3 separate regions of the Mus musculus genome follow, and regions 1 and 3 are each linked to region 2. The links are chromatin contacts, called in public HiChIP or PLAC-seq and promoter capture Hi-C maps. All regions are on one chromosome and are shown on one strand. The core of a region is the stretch at or near the end of the contact, and the rest is flanking DNA. Distances in the headings are between cores, read along the strand shown. Region 1 holds the start of Hook1 (hook microtubule tethering protein 1). Region 2 holds the start of Cyp2j9 (cytochrome P450, family 2, subfamily j, polypeptide 9). Region 3 holds the start of E130114P18Rik (RIKEN cDNA E130114P18 gene).

What was found. Promoter capture Hi-C pulls out the DNA fragments that hold promoters and counts their contacts. HiChIP or PLAC-seq counts read pairs in DNA pulled down with a chosen protein or histone mark.
Region 1: a contact with region 2 is called in an H3K27ac HiChIP or PLAC-seq map of large pre-B cells, with 3 times the contacts expected there. The contact joins the promoter of Hook1 here to the promoter of Cyp2j9 in region 2.
Region 3: a promoter capture Hi-C map of hippocampal neurons shows a contact between it and region 2, with 3 times the contacts expected there. The contact joins the promoter of E130114P18Rik here to the promoter of Cyp2j9 in region 2. A contact is called at or near these places in 2 of 39 promoter capture datasets (hippocampal neurons and pre-B cells) and 1 of 115 datasets of contacts at active chromatin or transcription factors (astrocytes).

The regions. Positions count from the first base shown.
Region 1 is chr4:95,965,682-95,968,688 of GRCm38.p6, reverse strand. Hook1 (hook microtubule tethering protein 1) reads right to left here and starts at 1,310. Exons shown (of 22, transcript NM_030014.2): 1 at 1,133-1,310. The coding sequence starts at 1,195. It overlaps 9530080O11Rik (RIKEN cDNA 9530080O11 gene), which reads left to right and starts at 1,034. Exons shown (of 2, transcript NR_045776.1): 1 at 1,034-1,565.
Region 2 is chr4:96,590,228-96,593,341 of GRCm38.p6, reverse strand. Cyp2j9 (cytochrome P450, family 2, subfamily j, polypeptide 9) reads left to right here and starts at 1,857. Exons shown (of 9, transcript NM_028979.2): 1 at 1,857-2,206. The coding sequence starts at 1,997.
Region 3 is chr4:97,583,253-97,586,144 of GRCm38.p6, reverse strand. It overlaps E130114P18Rik (RIKEN cDNA E130114P18 gene), which reads left to right and starts at 1,554. Exons shown (of 3, transcript NR_015513.2): 1 at 1,554-1,597. It also overlaps a transcript of Nfia not described here.

The DNA.
Region 1 (3,007 bases), core at 61-2,560, 620 kb after region 2:
GATACACAACTCTGCTAGTTAAACTAATTCCTGTGAGGCCAGCACAAAGTAGGAAGTCAAAATACTGCTTTAAGAAAGGATATGGTCATAGCACTTGGAAATATTGCAGTATAGTTTAAGAAACTCTTGAACTCCATGTGACCTCATAGGGAAGTCAGTGACATCATAAAGAACCCAGTTTACCATCTCAGTCAGATGATCAGAGCACAAAATTGCAGACCTGAATACACCCTATGATTAGACATTTGTTTTTAAACAAATGGGATCATTAAAGTAATACTGCCTTCTTTCCTAACAATCTTAAATACAATATCTAAACCTAAATAGTAATTTAAATAAACATGCAGGTCTACAGTGAGCTAAACGCTTTAACCCTGAGATCCTAACTACATTCTACTTAAAACATGTTATCAAAGTCTAAAGTGCAAAAGTGACTACAAATTTCAAACACTCATAGAGATCTTCCCTATTTGTCCTTTGGATTTGCTAGTATTAGAAGATGGCCAGTCAATCTCTTGGAGGATGTAATCCTCCTGATCCAGTCTACTTACATTCCAATCAGACTCTCTTCACAATTATACAACTGAGTTGAGCCATCAGCGCTATCAACACCCAACTGTAGGGCATCAAACACTATCCTAGCACAATAAAGGCCTAGAAATCACACCTGGACGGCAGTTCTGTCATATCTAGGAAATTCCAACAGGTTAGAAACCATTTGGCTCACCGGAATACTGGGAAAAAATGAGGACTGAGGCAATCTGCGCTAAAAAAATCCTGCACATGGATCAAGCGTAAACAAAAAAAGCCAATTCTTTTTTACTTTAAAAAAAGAAAGGTATTAAGATGGGAAGGGGAGGAAGAGGGGGAAAAAATGAAAAAGAGCTCCCACATCAAAGGTAATTTGGCCATCTCTCTCAGCTGTGTCTACACCGCCATGGGTGCTGTGTGGGCCCAAAAGGACAGCAATCTGGGAACCGAGGCTGCCAGCGCCTCCTGGTCACCTGTGCGAGGCGGAGCTCTCAGAGGCTGGGACGGAAGGGTTGCGGAGGAGGTGTACGTGGCAGCCGGAGGCTCCGTGCTCCGCTCGCCCCGCAGGTGGCCTCGCTGGCAAGCGTGGAACTACACTCACCCAGATGATGAGGCTGTCACACAGCGGCAGCTCGGACTGTGGCAGCGGCTGCGGGTCCTCCATGGTCCGAGAACCTCGACGCCGCGCTCACAGCGACGGACGCGCCTCCGACCGGGCCCGCGTCAACGACCTCCGCGCCCGCCACTGGAGCTCGGCGGCCAGGCCTGGCGCCCGCGCCACTCACGCGCGAAGCCTCACGGCGCAGACGTCGCGGCGCGACCGCCCCCTCGCCCACCGCGTCTGTCCCGCGTCCCGGCACCTGAGCCGGCCCCGCCCGCCGATCGCACACCGCACGCTGAGTGACCTCTGCGAGCACCAGTCACAAAGAAGCTGGGCACCAGCGAGGCCGGCAGGGCGGGAGGAGCGGGAATAGGTCGCACAGGAGGGCTGCTGATTGGACGCGCTCCAGAGACTCTTGGCCAATCAAGGAGGGGTAAGCCCGGACCGCCAGGCGAAGCGGGTGTGGGTGGGCGGAGGTTTATGACCTGGCAGGTGCAATGAGGGCGGGGCTGGGGGTAGGAAGGAGAGCGCGCCTGCGCGAGCTAGAGTGGCCAAAGGTAGTGGAGGGCTCAGAGGCCAACCTTCCATTTCTCCTGGTTAGCACTAGTACAGACCCACTCTCAGCCTCCAGCCTCTTCTCATTCCCCACCACAGTGCTCAGGAATTGAAACCCCCAAAGCAAGAGGAACCACGTGACCAAGAAACGTGTTTCCTAAGGAAAAAACAGACCTCCATGCTGCCTAAGTCAAAGAAGCCCTCACAGAATCACAGGTTGTGGCTGATTTCATTTTAAATGGGGCAAAGGGGAAGGCCGTTTTTAGATAGCAAAATTAAATAGTGTTCAAAAAGCATAGGCTGTATCTGTGTACCCTACCTGCTCGTTTCTATGTTAAAAAATAATAATAATGATGTGTCCACTGAGGATGTTGGTGGCATGGTCCATAAAATCTGGAAAGTGGCAATCCAACATGATAAATTGTGTCATTATTGGAAGGGGCTACAATATTATTCTAACTCTTGGTTCTCACCACTTCACTCATTCATTAATCCATCAATTCATACTCTGTATTAAGAGGCAGCTGGTTCGCTTAACTCTCTGTGATTTTTATATTTAAACGTTGAGCAAAACTGTTGGACAATAAATTATAAACCCCCTGTTATAAATCAGTTTCATTTTAAAAATACAGTGAGGGCATTTTCGACGCAACCTCACAATTTTGCTAAAGTGTATTCTAGACACAATAAATACTAATGAAACTTCATGAAAACTATAGGCCTAAAGAATTGAAGAGTCGGTATTGTGACTCTCTCCCAACCCCCGCCCTCCCCCCCCCCCACCACCACCCGCGTTGCTCTCAATGTTACGGGTAGAGACCACAGCCTCTACATTTCTAAAGATATCTCTGGCTAAAATATAAGCACATATTATGAAAATAATGTAAGTTGGGAATTGTAAACTTTGCAATGTGAATTACTATAACCACACACTCTTTAAAGCACGTTTATCACTGAGACCCACAGATAAGTGACCTACTAAAATTTCAATTCTTTCCAATTTGAAAAGTTAGAAAATCACATTACTGAAAAACAGCAAAAAAAAAAAAAAAAAGACTAATTCTGACAAGTGTGAAATGAATATAAATCTAAAGCAAAAATTCAAGGGAAGTTTGGCATATTTATTGGGAAAATTTAAAGATACATTTTTATTTTTATTCCTGTGTGTCTGCAACATGTGTGCAGGTTCCCTTGAAGGCCAGAAGAGGGCATCAAATCCTTTGGAGCTGGACTTACAGGCAGTTTTGTGTAGCCTACTTTAGGGACTAGGAACAGAACTCTGGTCCTTTGTAAGAATAGCAGTCCCCTTAACTTTGAGCC
Region 2 (3,114 bases), core at 608-3,107:
TTTATACAGTGATCATTAGAGAGGCTTCCTCTGGCAGCAGATGGGAACAGATGCAGAGGCACACAGCCAGACCTTATGTGGACCGAGTCTAAATGAAATGTCTCCATCAAATCCCTACCCTCAGAACTTAGGGACTCCTGTAAATGAGGAGGCAAAAGAGGGAAAGAGCCAGAGGAAATGGTGAACACCAGGAGAGCAAGGACCTCTCTGAATCCCCTAAGATAAGTACCTAAGAGCGAGCAGAGATTCTGCAGCAGCAAGCCCGGGGCTTCCATGGGTCTGGGTTAGGGCCTCTGGACATGGATTTCAGCTATTAGCTTTGTATTTTTTATGGGACTCTTGAGTGAAAGAATGAGTGGGTCTCTGGCTCTTGTGTCTGCTTTGGGGACTCTTTTCCTACTGTTGGGTTGCAGTGTTCAACTTTGATACCGTAGGTTTTGTCTTGTTTTGTTATCTCTTAGAAACCTGTTCTTTCCTGAGAGACAAAGAGTAGATTCACAGGGAAGGGCCTGTTGGGAGAAACTGAGAAGAAGAGAGGAAGGAGAAATTATCATCTGGGCATAGTGTATGAGAAAATAATCTGTTTTCAACAAAAGAAAAAAATCAAAAGAGGATTGAAAGAATACAAACAAGCTAAGCTTTGTTAAGTTTCTCTTCTTATTCCTCTGTCTCCCTCTTAAGATCTTGGAGAGTTAGAAACTTCAATTTATCTTTTTTAATCAATAAAAAGTTTGTAAGCAGACTGTATATCTATATGTTTAGTGCCTATGCATGTCTAGCCTGATATGTGGCTTAAGGGTCTCCTATATGTGGCACAGGGTGGAAAGTTCCATGCTGGAGACCAAATGTGCTTGGAGATTCTCATGGAAGAGCCGAGAGAGAACAAGCTGGAGATCTTTATGGAAAATGAAACAAACCAGATGCAGAAAGGCGAAGACAGCTTGTTTTCTGCGGTACTAGCCTAGATTAAACTGTGTTTGAGTAAATGGGGTCAGGGTCTGGGACTAGAAATGGAACCATGGAAGGAAAGGAGCAAATCTTTAGGAAGGTACACTGCCAAAATGCAGAAGGGGATAATCTGGGGAAGAGCAGGACCTACAACAGTAGTGTAGGGAATGAGTGGAAAGTGCCAAATATATGCATAAATATTTGTGAAAAAACATGGACATGAAAGTGCCCGTTAATCAAATTCACTAAATTATATACTAACCCTAAAAGTTAATAGGGAGGGAGGGAGAGTGCAAAGTGATGATGGAAAGGCTTCTTAGCATGGTCAAGGGCTGCGGTGTTCAGTTCTCTAACACTACAAAAGGGGGTAGGGGAGAATCAAGACCAGGGTGTTCTTTCTGTGAAGAATCTGTGGATTCACTTAATTCACTGTGAATAGCACTCAAAGCTGGTGAGCTCTTATAAAGAGGCCAGAGCGCTCCCTGGCGTGCAGCCCAGAAACATGGGCTGATACTGTTCCTGTTTCAGAAAATTGCAATCAGTGGTGAAAGGTTGTTTATAAAACGGGAGATCAGATGCACATGATACTCTCTGGGTTGCATGCAAATCACAAGCCTAGAACCAGAGAAATACTTTGTTTATGAGCAAGGTTCTTAGCTAGTCCATACATGCTCAAGTGGCTTCCCCACCCCCAAAGGAATAGTCTCCAAAGGCTAAGACTTGGAACTTGGAGAGGGGCGTGACGGAGAGTCTTGAGGCGGGGCCAAGGGGATGTTTGGGTCCTTAGGAAGACTGGGTAAAAGTGAAAGAGCTCTGGAGACAAAGCTCTGTTAAGACTTAGGGAAGCAGATAAACAAGGCGGGCCAAAGTTGCTGAAGTGAATAGAGCAGGGAGGAGGAGTCTGCAGGCGACAGATTGGAGGGGCCCTGTAGCGATTTGGGGGTTTAAACCACAGGCCTGGTTCATTCTGGGAACTACAGGCAGTGTCCTTGGGGAACTGCCTCAGTTCAGATTCTCATTCCTCCAAGAGCCTGCTCTGATATCAGCCATGCTTGCGGCAGCCGGCTCCCTAGTGGCTGCCATTTGGGCTGCGCTCCATCTCCGGATTTTGCTGCTGTCTGCTGTCACCTTTCTGTTCCTGGCTGATTTCCTCAAAAACCGTCGCCCCAAGAACTACCCGCCAGGGCCAATGCGCCTTCCTTTCGTGGGTTGCTTGTTCCATTTGGACCCCAAGCAGCCCCACCTATCCCTTCAGCAGGTAGGAAGAGGCAACACTGCCTGGCTGCATCCTGAAACTGTATATTGCCATCAGGAACTCGAGGATGTAGCCGAAGGCTGTTGCTGACAGCCCACTAACCCAGAGATAAGGTCTTACAGGTTACAAACAGTTGTAGATTTTCTTGATATCTGTCGATGAAAGATTCCCAGAGTGATTTTATGGCCAGAAAACTTACTGTCTCTGATTTTAAAGTCTTTTAAGTATGTCAAGGTAGATTTGATGACGTAATAATTTATCCTCATAAACACGTTATGTTGGAGTAAGAAATAGGATGTCCCAGATGTTGGTTACACTACCTATCCAGTTTTGTTTTGTTTTGTTTTGAAAGTGTGTTCTCCTCTTGACCTGTGTACATATCAGTTCTCTGATTTGTCTTATTGAGCCTAGTTTGGTCCTTTTGCATCTTTGATGACTGCTCACCTACTGACTTTATCTAATCCAGAGAAAGATGCACTGAAGTTTCCAGCTCCACTAAAAGTCTGCCTGTTTTCCCACTGAGTTGTTGTAGCTCTCCCGCTTGTCCTGGAAAAATGGTTATGAGTACATAGTACCTGTATAGGACTGGAAGGTCTTTCTGCTCTATGACCCTCTTCCCACGTGATATTTCTTATCTACAGTAATTTTCTCTGTTTAGATAGTGAATACTCTGCCATGTGTGACCATCCCTGTCACTTTCCAGTATTTGTGAAGATTGGCTATGTCTGATTATTTATTGCTAATTTGAGGATTTAAACCCATATTTTTCCTTCTGTTCTCCCACCCATTTTTTTTTTAAATTCTGAGTTCTCTGTGTGTTTTTTAGACACTTTCCAAATACTTGCCTCTCTATTCCTCTTTGCTCTTTTCTTATATCTCCTGGATATCCTTGTATCATCCTCCCAGCAGCT
Region 3 (2,892 bases), core at 305-2,804, 990 kb before region 2:
ATGAATTCAAGCAAGCACAGGCAAGAGGTTTCCATGAACCTGGAGCTTCGAGCCATTGTGGAAGTAGACTGCACATTGATGGCTTCTAATTGGTAAGCAGAATAAAGCAGGTTTCACAGAAACATGTTTTTACATGCATATTTAGAAAATAGATATTTATACTGCAAGGCATACCAGATCCTTCTTGCCCAAGCATGTTACTGTTAAAACAAGTTTGAGTTGTAAACAATTGGGTTAAACAACAATTATTGACTGAAAAATAATGTATTAATTTCTAAAAAGAAAAATTTGTCACAAAATAAGTGGTTGGGAATTTGACCTGAGTAACAGCTGGTTGCAGCATCACCCAGGACTTTTTTTTTTTTTTTTTGCTTTAGACATCATAAATCTTAAATTTGAATGATAGAAGAAAGACACGTGTATTTTTGAAATTCACAGACAAATTTTCCCATAATCAACCCTGTCCCCTTGTCGCTAACTTAGTGTGACCAGGAGAAGAATTATTCTGCCTTCGTTTTGAAGCTGTATGGGGAGAATGGAGGTGTTCTAAGAGAGGAGAGTCCCTTCTGGAGCATACGTATGCGTTTGAGGCATTTCAGATTCATTTGGAGCGAAGAAAAATTTTGCAAGTACTCTCTTTAGTTTTCTGTCGGAAAGTTTCAACTAGAGATGTCACAACACAGTGAGATGAAGTTGATACGCAATATCTATTTCTTGATTTACATGATTAAAGCATTAGAGAAGTGGCTCAGATATCAAAAGATTTCTCATAAGTGGCCGTGCCAAAGGTAATTACTGTTAGAATGTGCATGCTTGAACCCAGTTGCCTGTCAACCTCTCAGTTGTTTACAACTTGGTGGCTTTGAATAAAAGTTTTCATTACACGCTGGGGTAGCCCATGCACCTTCTTCTTTTTTTTTTTTTTTTCACCACTTTCATATAAAAACTATCTTTCTAATTTCTTATCTCCAATAGCCTTCGGGAAAGTGTTAACTTTTAATTTTAAGAAGTGATGCTGGAGATGTCCCATGTCAGTATTTTTCATCATAAAATAGCTGTTTTTTTTTTTTAAAGTGGAAGTAGTCTTTTAAAGACAATGCTAAAACTTATACCCATAAGAAATGTTGGTTACGTCATGCAAATGCTTTCCAGCTAGTTATTAGAAAGGGCACAAAACTCCACTGTAAGCCAGGGCAGTTATGGGGGGAGGGGAGGAAAAGGAAGGGGGAGAGGGCTTGTTATTCTTAATCTTTTATTGACTGGTTTCTTTTATCCTAGTGTGTCCTTATTATTTAGAAAAAAAAAATTAAAAAGTGACCCAGAGCTCCACCCATTTGCACCTAAATCCTGGAATAGGTGATGACCTCGTACAACCTGGCTCAGCACATGCCCCCAAACTAAAACAAACAAACTCATTTGCCATACAAATTGTTTACGATTCATTAAAAAGCAAAATTGCATATCCCGGAGCTGGCAGCTGAGGCCGAGTCTCCATGGGCGGAGGGGGCATTCACTGAGTTGCCTTTGTATGCCGGGAGGACCAAGCCGGAGGTTCCCACTATGAGCCTGGAGTCTGAGCAGCCAGATGACACAGGAGGTAATTTTTAAAGCTTTATTTGCCTTTAATGTGAAATTCAGATCTTGAACTGTCTTTTGCTAGAGGAACGATGTAAACCAGGAGTTTTCTTTTCCTTTTTTTTCACTTTGGAAAAATTGTTTGGGCTAGTAAGGTGGCGATCTTGTGGGTGAAGGAGTGAGGGCTATTCAAGGAGAGAGAACTAAAGAAATAAAATGTAAAATTTGTATTCTTTTCATTAGTTGTTTCATCCTTCAGAAAAGCTTTTCCTTAGTTTGCCACCAAAACTGGAAAATTTACATCAGAATTATTTGTAACTGGTAGGTCTAAAATTCTATGGTGTGCAATTGCCCTTAAGGGAACTAAAATTTTGATTTATTTCCTGTGGTATTTCCTACATCTTCTCTAAAGAGCTTGTAGATTTCTCACCCCTTATTCAAAGCAAAAATCAAGAGGCACTGAAGTCCCGAGAAACTTCTTTTCAGTATGCAGCCTAAACAGCAGCGTGTGAGCTTTCTGTATTGTTTATCTTGAGTCAAATGCATTGCTAAGTGTTCCCACCACTTTTATACACTATATTCCCTGTGGTAAAACATCTGCAAAATAATTTTAGATGAAGAGCAACTTCCAAGTAAACTTTACAGAAAAGAAATTACAGTTTTCCAAACTAGGAAAGAGAGAGAGAGAAAGAACGCGCTTGCTCTAGAGAAGCCTTTGGTGATATTTGCAAGAAATAAAAAAGATGACAGGATTTACCATTAACAGTCTATAAAATCTAGGACCGCCTAAGTACAGTAAGGGAAAAGAATGTTTTTCCCGAGAGCAGGTCCCCCCCCCCTTTTTTTCAAGCTTACAACTTAGCGTAGAAAATAATTGCCAATCTAATCAGTAAATTCATTTGTAGTGCTTAACAAGCTGTGTGAATCGAAGCAATATGACCATCTCATACAAGCAAACCTTGTTCTTGCTGGCAGAAAGTCTAATGGGAAAATAAATGCCTTGAATACGCTCAGGGTCGTAAGAGATAGAGGACTGCGAATCTCATTAGCCAAAAGCGCTCTGTGATACTGTTCTGTAGCCACTGGTAAAGTTTCAGACGTCTAGGTAAGAAATTACGAGAGAAAATAGACAAGTACACACATACCCACAACTACTTTTACTCAAGTCCTTGGAATGGACATACTGAGTCCCAGGCAGCAGCCGAATAGAATCCTGCAGTAGCTCACTTTTAAAAGTCTCAGTCTTCCGAATTCCTACGCCTTGCCAAAAGGATAGCACCATTTGTCCAGGAAGGGAGAGTGCTTTTTTCTGTAGAT